Linked DNA regions of Sus scrofa: region 2 is linked to region 1. The links are chromatin contacts, called in public HiChIP or PLAC-seq maps. All regions are on one chromosome and are shown on one strand. The core of a region is the stretch at or near the end of the contact, and the rest is flanking DNA. Distances in the headings are between cores, read along the strand shown. Region 1 overlaps MICAL2 (F-actin-methionine sulfoxide oxidase MICAL2). Region 2 has its middle 28 kb from the start of DKK3.

Region 1 (4,681 bases), core at 284-2,783:
AGTCTCAGGGGGCTTACATATCGTAGTTGAAGAGGAAATATGCTAATACTGTACCACACATGGCCCAAGGAATCCTGGAAGAATTAATATAGGCTCGTGATTTCAAGTACAAACGCTGAGATCTGAGATTAGTTCTCATCCTACTCCTGCGCTCACGGTCCCGTCGGTTAACCTTCCCAAACTCCAGGGCTCTCATCTGCCAAAGGGTGACGGATGTGCCCCCTTTGGGGTTATGGTCGGAGAGAAACGAGGTGCACATCTTGCAAAGTGCTCAGCAGAGTTCTTGCACAAGAGAGGTGGACAGTAAGTGGGAACTCTGATTTTTATTATTGCTATTACGAATACTATCCTTACTGCGGCTCTTCCCAGTATGGAGTGGACAGGCACCTGCAGAGGTGGGATGGAATTGGCGCTGTTGATGACACACTTTGACATCTAAAACCCCTGGAAGTCATGGGCACGCCAGCTGCCGATCTCTTCTGCTGGTGGGGGGCTGGGGGTGCCTTGTACATGCCTGGACTTTGGGGAACTGAAGGGAATGACCTTAGATGGGGGGAGACGCAAGCGTTCTGAATCGCATCCCCAGGCAGGAAGCATGGGCTTGATAGATCGTATTTGCAAGCCCCAAACCAGGGGTCCAACATGAGTGTACTTACAAGGCCAAGTGTCGGGATGGTTGTAATGAACTTGTCCCCGAAAATCCAGACTCTGTGGTCACTGGTTACAGTTGTTCATACACAAGCGTTAGAGCACCAGCCAGGCTGGAAGGGAGGGACAGAGAGGCATGGCATGTTTCTCAGAGAAATTCGTATTATTTTTTTGAAAGCAGACAGGGAGAACAGGATATCTTTCTCCATTTCCTTTCTGTAAGTTTCTAAGGGGAGTAAGTGGCAGTAACTGTTCCTCAGGAATAACTGGGCGTAACCGAAATACAGGAGAGTCAGACCAGGGCAAGGGCAGAGCCAGTCAAATCAGGTGGGGTTTGCTCCTGGCCGACAGGGGCCCTTGAAATCACTGTAAAGAGCCTGGCCTGGCCATGCCCACAACAGGCCACGCCCACCCTCCATCCAGAGCCATCCACCCTCCATCCTGTGCATCCGCCATGAACTCCCCTTGCTTAGCACTGTGAGGCTGTGAGGCTAGGGGCAGGACCCACAGACTAGCGTGTGGGAGACACCTGTGATTGCTTAACTCTCTATCCTGCCATTCTGAACCAGCTGTTTTCACTGGAGGTGACCCAGTAACCCTGCCTTGGTTCCGTAAACCGACCCATCCTAAGAGCTGGTAAGACCGGGAAGCCACACCAGGAAGCTAGGTGGCACGTCCCTGGAACCAGAGCACTGTCCGAGGAGCTGGCCTGCAGGTCAGCCTGCAGGGAAGGCTGCTGCTACCAGGGAGACGGCATCACACATGACCTCGTATCACTAACTGGCTGCCAGGTCTCCAGAGGCACCCGAGAGGCTGGCACAGTCCAGGCCCCAACCCCCTGCTGCCCCGGCACCTGCCAGAATGGCTTGCATGGGCTCTAGCTCCATCTGGCCTGTAAATTTCTGCCCCAGGGACGCACATGAAGCTCAGCCTAGACACAGGCTCAGGCCTTCTGTGCGCTCAGCCTGAACCCAGCTCCTTCAGGAGGCCAAGGTGTGCTGGGTGCAGGGAAGAAGCGAAAACTGGCCTCACTTCCTCCTGACGACACCCCCAGCAGTCTACCCTCGCTGGCTATCTAGCCGCTCAGGAGCCCCACCGCCTGGATTCATGCCCAGACTTGACAACTTCCTCATGAGGTGACCTACCATGGAGCAATTTCTTGCCCTCTTTTGCCTCTATTTCTTAGCTCAAAAAAAATGAATTATAATTTTTTACCTGGAGCAAGTTGCTTAACCTTTTGCTGCCTCAAGGTCCTCATTCACGAAGTGGAGATGGTGATAATAGTTACCTCACAGGGCAGTCAGAAGGATGGAGTATACGAAATGATGAGGACAGTGCCTCGCAAGGTGAAAGGGCTGTGTGTGATACAAGTTCGCTCCCCACCCCCTTTTTATTGGTCTTTTTGCCTTTTTAGGGCCGCACCTGCAGCATATGGAGGTTCCCAGGCTAGGGGTTCAGTCGGAGCTACAGCTGCCAGCCTACACCACAGCCACAGCAACACGGGATCCAGCCGCACCCTAGCTACACCCTAGCTCATGGAGCCGTTGGCTCCTTAACCCCCTGAGTGAGGCCAGGGATCGAACCCACGTCCTCATGGATGTTAGTCAGGTTCGTTCACCGCTGAGCCATGATGGGACTTCCCAGTTCAGCTCCTTGTAATCATCCTTTGCAATGAGGTGCAGCACCCAGCTGAGCAAGCTCGTGAACTGCAGACCCCAGTCCGCCTGCTACTGCCACGTGTTGGCTTTCTGCACCCTGCTTCACTGGGCTGTCCGCACACAGGAAATTGGAGGTGGAATTCAGAAGCGGAAATCAAGTCTCCAGACTGCTAACCCCTGGCTCAGCCCCTGGTCCCCTTGGCGGCTTCCTCCAGGGACTGATCCCTTTAGCATTCTTGGCACAGTCCCAGCATACCTACCCGCTTGTGGTTTGGAAGATGCCCTGTGTCACCAAGAGGTGGGCAGTCTTATGGGGCTCCCCTGGGAGGGCACAGGAGACCTGTGTGAGCTGGGGCTGCATCCCATCCCTCATCCCTTCTTCCCACCCTTTGATAAATAAAGAGCTGGCTTTTCCATGTGGTGTTTGTCTCTGTCCACAAATGTGGAGGCCTGAGCCCAGCCAAGCTTATCTATACAATGGACTTCCTGCTGGTGTTGGATCTGCCCTGCTTCCCACTGCATAATAAATTTATGTCGCCTGAGCACACAGATCTGCTGACATCTGTGATCCTGGTGGCCTTGACAGACCCCAGCTCCCCCAGCCTGGGTGGGAAATGCAGACATAAACCCTGGCTGACATGAACTGAACATCCTGGTTATGGCCCGGCCTGCTGGCCAGAGCTGGGTGGGCTCTGAGGGGGTGGCAAGTTCCTCCATCCATCACTGTTCATCGAGGCAAGCTGTGTGCCAGGCCTGATCCTGGACAGCTTTTGAGGAGCACTTAGGCTGGTCTGGGAATCAGATGCATGTAATCATAACACAGGGAGCTTAGTTCTAGGGTAGCACTAAGGACAGGGCTCATGGGAGGAATGTACAATCTAATTCGGGGCTCAGCCTCAGGCCTGAGTTTTTTTTTTGTTTTTCTTTTTTTTCTTTTTTTCTTTTTAGGGCCACACCCATGGCATATGGAGGTTCCCAGGCTAGGGGTCGAATCGGAGCTAGAGCTGCCAGCCTACACCACAGTCACAGCACCACAGGATCTGAATTGTGTCTGCAACCTACCCCCCAGCTCAGGGCAATGCCAGATCCCTGAGCGAGGCCAGGGATCAAACCCACAACCCCATGGTTCCTAGTTGGATTCATTTCCACTGTGCCACAATGGGAACTCCAGGCCTGAGGTTTTTGGTTTTTTTTTTTTTTTTTGCTATTTCTTTGGGCCGCTCCTGTGGCATATGGAGGTTCCCAGGCTAGGGGTCCAATCGGAGCTGTAGCTGCCAGCCTACGCCGGAGACACAGCAACTCGGGATCCGAGCTGCGTCTGCAACCTACACCACAGCTCACGGCAACGCTGGATCGTTAACCCACTGAGCAAGGGCAGGGATCGAACCCGCAACTTCATGGTTCCTAGTCGGATTCGTTAACCACTGCGCCACGACGGGAACTCCCAGGCCTGAGTTTTAACGAAAAGTTTTCTTGCCTTGGCACCGAGTCCTCAGCTGTGAAGCCCAGATGGATCTGGGAAAGGTGAGAGTTCCTTTGGGTCACATTTTCACAATACTTCGCCTCTGTGGTCTATTTGCACTGTGCCCCACATCCGGAGCTTCGATGGAGGGCAGGCCAGTGGAGCCCTCTTCTTGCTTCCTCCTCTGCCCAGGCGTGTAGCAGCCCCAGTTTTCGGCTTCTTGTCAGAACTCTGAGCTCCCATGTTAATTATGACAAGCGTGTTCCTAGAGGAACTGGCCTGGCCCTGGCCAACAAGCCTTCTCTCCTGTCTTGATAACATCTGTACTGAATTTTCTCCCTTTATATAATTAGGCCTGTTGGTGTTTGCTTTGACTTTTGATTACGGTATGACTGGCGTCTCTGGAAATCGCAGGACCCAAGTATGAGCTGGGGCTCGGGATGATGGGAAAACTAACCTTTCATTGTTGGGATTTCAGGTTTAGGTGGGAGGGTACACCAGCTACTGTTTGCACAAGAGATACAGCAGCCTCCCAACTGCTGGGAACAGGATCCTCTGCCTTGGCTTGGGAGCTGTGCTAGGTCAAGCCTGGTGGATGGAAGGATACAGGAGGGCTCCCCTCCATCACTTCCTGGCCCTCTTCACCCCACATCCTCCCACTCAGCTCTGTCCCTGGCCCTGGAGTGACAGACCTCAGCAAACAGGAAAAGATATGCTAATCACAAAGAAATGCAGTGAATCCAGACTTAACCCCAAAGCCAACCTCAGAGTGTCAGGGTTTGGAGTCTTGTTTTGAAATGCCCGTCATGGTCTGGCTATGTCCCAGCCAAGCCGAGCAGAGTCAGAGGAACTGTTTGGGGTGTGAGATAAGAAGGGGAGCTGGGCTTGCAAGAGCTGGTTCTCTGCAGGCAGC
Region 2 (4,697 bases), core at 632-3,131, 150 kb before region 1:
CATTTCCATAATTGCAGAAAGTTCTGGACAGCACTGACCTTGTGCTTGTGCTAACCTTTCTAGCCAGGGCGTGCTGTAGAATTTCAGAGAGTTCTCGACACTCTAGCACACCGCCTTCCACTGCCACGGTTATTGCAAGGTAACAGAGAGATGGAGTTGGACAGACCTAGGATTAAATCCTGACGTTGCCACTTGCTTGTTCTGTGAAGAAGTCCCACAGCCTCCCTCGGCCTCTGTTTTCTCATCTAGGAGATGCGGATGCTATTTCCCCACTCCCACAGTTATTGGGAGGATTCAATGAGGGAGGGCACGTGAGTCACCAGATGCAGTGCCCGGCACGTCGTTTTATACCCTGACCCTGACTTGGTTTACTTGCATCAACTCACCTACGGGCCCTTATCACTGGTCTGTACTATGTCCAGACCTGTGTCGGGTTCCAGGGCTTATTCACAAGGAACACAGGGCTTGATACTAGGAGATTGCAATCTAGGTGGGAGGGCGAGATAAGTGCTGTGAAGCAACCTGAAAACAGTTCTTAGGCAATCCATGGGGCAGGGTGTCATCCTGTGATATGGGGCCGGGTGGGGAAGGTGCTGTCGGGGGAGGTTTCTCTGAGAAGGCCTCGTAGGGGGAGGGGTGGCCCTAGAGCTGGGCTGGAAGGCAGCACAGGGCGTGGGCTGGCAGAGAAAGGTGTTGTGGCAGAGGAACAGCAGGAGCAAAGACAGGCTCAGAGGTGGGGTGGGGCGGGCCTGAGCTCACGCAGGTTTTCCCGGAGAAACCCCTGGGAAGGTTTGCTGAGAACATCACTCAGCTCTTGGAAGCCAGGCTGAGGTGCTTAGGAGTTTGATGAAGTTGATGCTTCCCAGGTAGGTGGGACCTTGAGCTGAGAAATGACCTTGAGCTGAGAAATGGCCAGAAGGTGGGGAAGATGGTGCTGGTAGCCCAGGAAGAGGGTCTGGGAGGGAGATCCTGAAGACAGGGGGCGCTGGGCTAGATGTGACCCCAGAGGACGTCTTGGGGCAGCACAAGCTGCCACTTACCCAGAGATGGTAACATGCCATGAGCTCAGATTGCTGTGTCCAAACGTGGCAAGCAGAGGCGACACGTGGTTGCCGTGTACAAGAAGGTGGCATCTAATAGGGAGTGGGGGGGGTTTGGATATGAAGAGGAAACCGGGTGGAAGAAATGCATATACAGCCTATCAGAATTGGAGCCCCAGCTCCTCACTCAGGTGGGAAAAAAAAAAAAATGATGAGGGCTCAGGCAGCTTAAGGAAAGAGGAACGTGTTTACAGAGAGGACTGGATATCTGAGGATCAGGGCTGGGCACAAAGTCATTAGGCAGCAATGCACACGCACACATACACACATGCATGCGTGTGCATGTGCACATGCCTGTATAGACACACCTACACAGACACAAGTACACATGGGTAAACCCCCCCCCCAGTTTACGTAAGCATGCTAGTCATACCCAAAGACCCTTAAGGAAACATGCATCTGGGTATCTGTGCAAATGCACGTGTGTGCACACATACAGACATGCATATGTCCTCTTCCAATCCAGCCTATCCTTCCAGGGCTGGAGCTGGGGCTGGTGTTGGATTTACAGCAACCACAGCCAGGAAGCATCTGTCCTCCTGGGCACTCAGTGTATTTCTGATGGAGGTTTCTCCAGGCTCTGCTTGTAAACACTATTTATTTTGGAAAGCCATTTCTCTGTTTGCAAATAAAAAGTTAGGACATGCGGTATTGGATTTCCCTGATCCAACACTGACCTAGAAAATGTGCTGGCAGGAACAGAAAATGTGATGCCCCACTGTACTGGCAGGCACAAGTGCATTTCACTCTTCTTGGCTCTGACTACAAAGGTTAAGATGCAAGAGAAGGGGCCAGGGCCACCTCCCTGCCTGAGCAGCACTCTCACTGCAGAGCTGGGGGGAGCTGAGACAGTGCTTGGGGGTGTCCAGCAGGCCTCTGTGCTCGTGGCCTTGGAGAACAGGCTGGCAGGGGAATCAGAGCAGCTGGGGAGGGGGCTCTGGAGCAGCTGCCCATCACAGGGGCTGGTGACAGGGTCCAGCATGGAGAGAGCAAGCCACTCCAGCACATGCAAAACATAGATAGGGATGGAGGTTCCTCAGAAAACTAAAAATGGAGCAGCCATATAATGCAGAAATCCCACTCCTGGGCATATACCCAGACGGAACTATAATTTGAAAAGATACATGCTCCCCTATGTTCATAGCAGCACTATTTATAAGAGCCAAGGCATGGAAACAACTTAAATGTCCGCTGACAGATGAATGGTACAGAAGATGTGATAGGTATATACAATGGAATACTACTAAGCCATAAAAAAGATTGAAATAAGGTCATTTGCAGCAACATGGATGCAGCTAGATTATCATACTAAGGGAAGTCAGAAAGAGAAAGACAAATACTATAGAATATCACATATATGTGAAATCTAAAATACGACACCAGTTGGCATATTTACAACACAGAAACAGACTCACAGTTATAGAGAACACCTTGTAGTTGCCAAGTGGGGAAGGGGTAGAGGACTGGGAGTCTGGGATTCGTAGAGGCAAACTACTATATATAAGACAGATGGAGTTCCCGTCGTGGTGCAGTGGAAGTGAATTCAACTAGGAACTGTGAGGTTGTGGGTTCGATCCCTGGCTAACGTCAGTGGGTTAAGGATCCGGCATTGCCATGAGCTGTGGTGGAGGTTGCAGATGCGACTTGGATCCTGTGTTGCTATGGCTGTGATATAGGCCAGCAGCTGTAGCTCCAATTCAGCCCCTAGCCTGGGAACATCCATATGCCACAGGAGTGGCCCTAAAAAGACCCAAAAAAAAAAAAAAAAAAAAAAAAGATGGATAAACTACAAGGTCCTACTGTATAGCACAGGGAACTATATTCGATATTCGATGTCCTGTGATAAACCACAGTGGAAAAGAATATAAAAAAGAATGTACATATATGGATAACTGAGTCACTTTGCTGTACAGCAGGAATTAACCCAACATTATAAATCAACTCTATGTCAATAAATACTAAAAATGGATGGGGCCCAGCTAAAGGGATCCCCAGAATTGCCATCAAGGAACCCCAGGCACTGCAACTTCAGCTCTGGGTGTGGATTGAGGCAGGCTCCTGTTGTTGGGGAAGCTTAGGTTTCCAGGAGGCAGAGCAGTCAGGCCCAGCTGCAGGTTGGCGACAGGCTCATGGGGGCCTGGGACCTATTCACATAGAGTAGAAGCAGAACCAGAGGGGAGGGTCCAAGCAGGAGCCCTGCCTCATGCCGGGAACAGGAAAATCCAGGGTCTCTTGGGGGACCTGGTCCTGGTCTGAGCAGCACTGAAGGAGACCCAAGAAGCCATATGCACCCCATTGTCTCAACCGAGACACAGAATCCTTCCAAATCCCTCAGCTGAGCAGGTGACTTATTTCTGGACCTAAGACTGGGGTTCATATTCTGTCCACACTTCCTCAAGGATGTCAGAAAGGTAATAGGCCTAGCGACAAAATAAGTGCTTAACCAATTTGAGATCAAATCTCGGCTTCACCTGTCACTAGCTGGGTAGCCTGGTGCAGCTACTCATCTGTGCCTTAGTATCTTCACCTGCAGAATGAGATAATAATAAAAGGTGCCTCACAGAATTGTTGGGGATTAAATGACTTCATATCCATAGATCACTTTTGGACATTGCCTGGTGCTTTGTAAGCGCAACTCCTGTGTACTATGATGTTAAATCTTATTCATAACAATGTATTGATATACTCATTCACTTCTTCATTCAACAAGTGTCAGAGACTTGGAAGCCAGCAGTGAAAAAGAGACAATAAACCCTGCGGTAGGTAGAATGAGGACCCCCCCCAAGACATCTATGCCCTAATCCCCAGAACAGGTGTGTTGTCTTACATGGGAAGGGGGAATTAAGGCTGCTAATCAGCTGACCAGAAGATAGGGTATTTCTTGGACCACCCGGGAGGCCCAACCTGATCACGAGGGTCCCTGTAGGTAGAAGCGGACAGAAGAGGCAGAGGCAGAGATAACAGGTGGTGAAGCAGAGGTCGGGGAGTGGGGGTGGGGTGGGGGGAGTGATTTTGGGTTTTGAAGATGCACGAGGGCTCTGGGCTGAGGGGTGCGGGCTGCCTCTGAAGGCTGGAAAAGGCCAGGAAATAGCTTCTCTCCCCTGGAGCCTCCAGAAAAGAATGAAGCTCTGATTTTAGGTCAGTGAGACTTCTGACCTTGAGAACCATAGGATAATAACGTCCTTGAGAACCGTAGGATAAGTCGCTCCATTTGTGGGAATTTGTAACAGCAGCAATAGAATTACTAACACAAACCCTCCGTCATGGGGCTTACATTCTCATAGGAGATAGGCAATAAGGAAAATAACTAAATACACAGTGTGTGGGATGGGCAGTTCTCTCCTTCCTGGGGGTGGTGAGCCAGGCTGCTGAGCTCAGATGCAGCAGAGGGAGGAGGGGGAGGGAGAGGCAGGATGGGGCTTGTCAGCCTATGGTTCCCCCTCCCCGCCCCCCACCAGGATGCCCCTCCCACCCCGCACCTGACTGAAGGGCAGGGCTGCTCCATCCCGGTGCTTCTAGGTTCTGGTCGGCTGCATACCCAAGGATGTCCTGCTCCTGGGCCCTGGGCCGGGGAGGGGGCTTGTATGCAGCGTCCAG

The links. HiChIP or PLAC-seq counts read pairs in DNA pulled down with a chosen protein or histone mark.
Region 2: a contact with region 1 is called in an H3K27ac HiChIP or PLAC-seq map of skeletal muscle. The contact joins two enhancer-like sites. A contact is called at or near these places in 1 of 47 Hi-C or Micro-C datasets (embryonic fibroblasts) and 2 of 2 datasets of contacts at active chromatin or transcription factors (alveolar macrophages and skeletal muscle).

The regions. Positions count from the first base shown.
Region 1 is chr2:47,201,928-47,206,608 of Sscrofa11.1, reverse strand. The region is part of intron 3 of MICAL2 (F-actin-methionine sulfoxide oxidase MICAL2); the gene reads left to right. Among named protein-coding and RNA genes, the nearest start is that of MICAL2, 98 kb to the left of the region's middle. Within about 2 kb of position 1,533, at least 14 of the 83 cell types and tissues checked have an H3K27ac peak or open chromatin away from gene starts, as enhancers often do. A contact at or near this core is called in skeletal muscle, where this site is marked.
Region 2 is chr2:47,355,520-47,360,216 of Sscrofa11.1, reverse strand. No RefSeq gene overlaps it. Among named protein-coding and RNA genes, the nearest start is that of DKK3, 28 kb to the left of the region's middle. Within about 2 kb of position 1,881, at least 10 of the 83 cell types and tissues checked have an H3K27ac peak or open chromatin away from gene starts, as enhancers often do. A contact at or near this core is called in skeletal muscle, where this site is marked.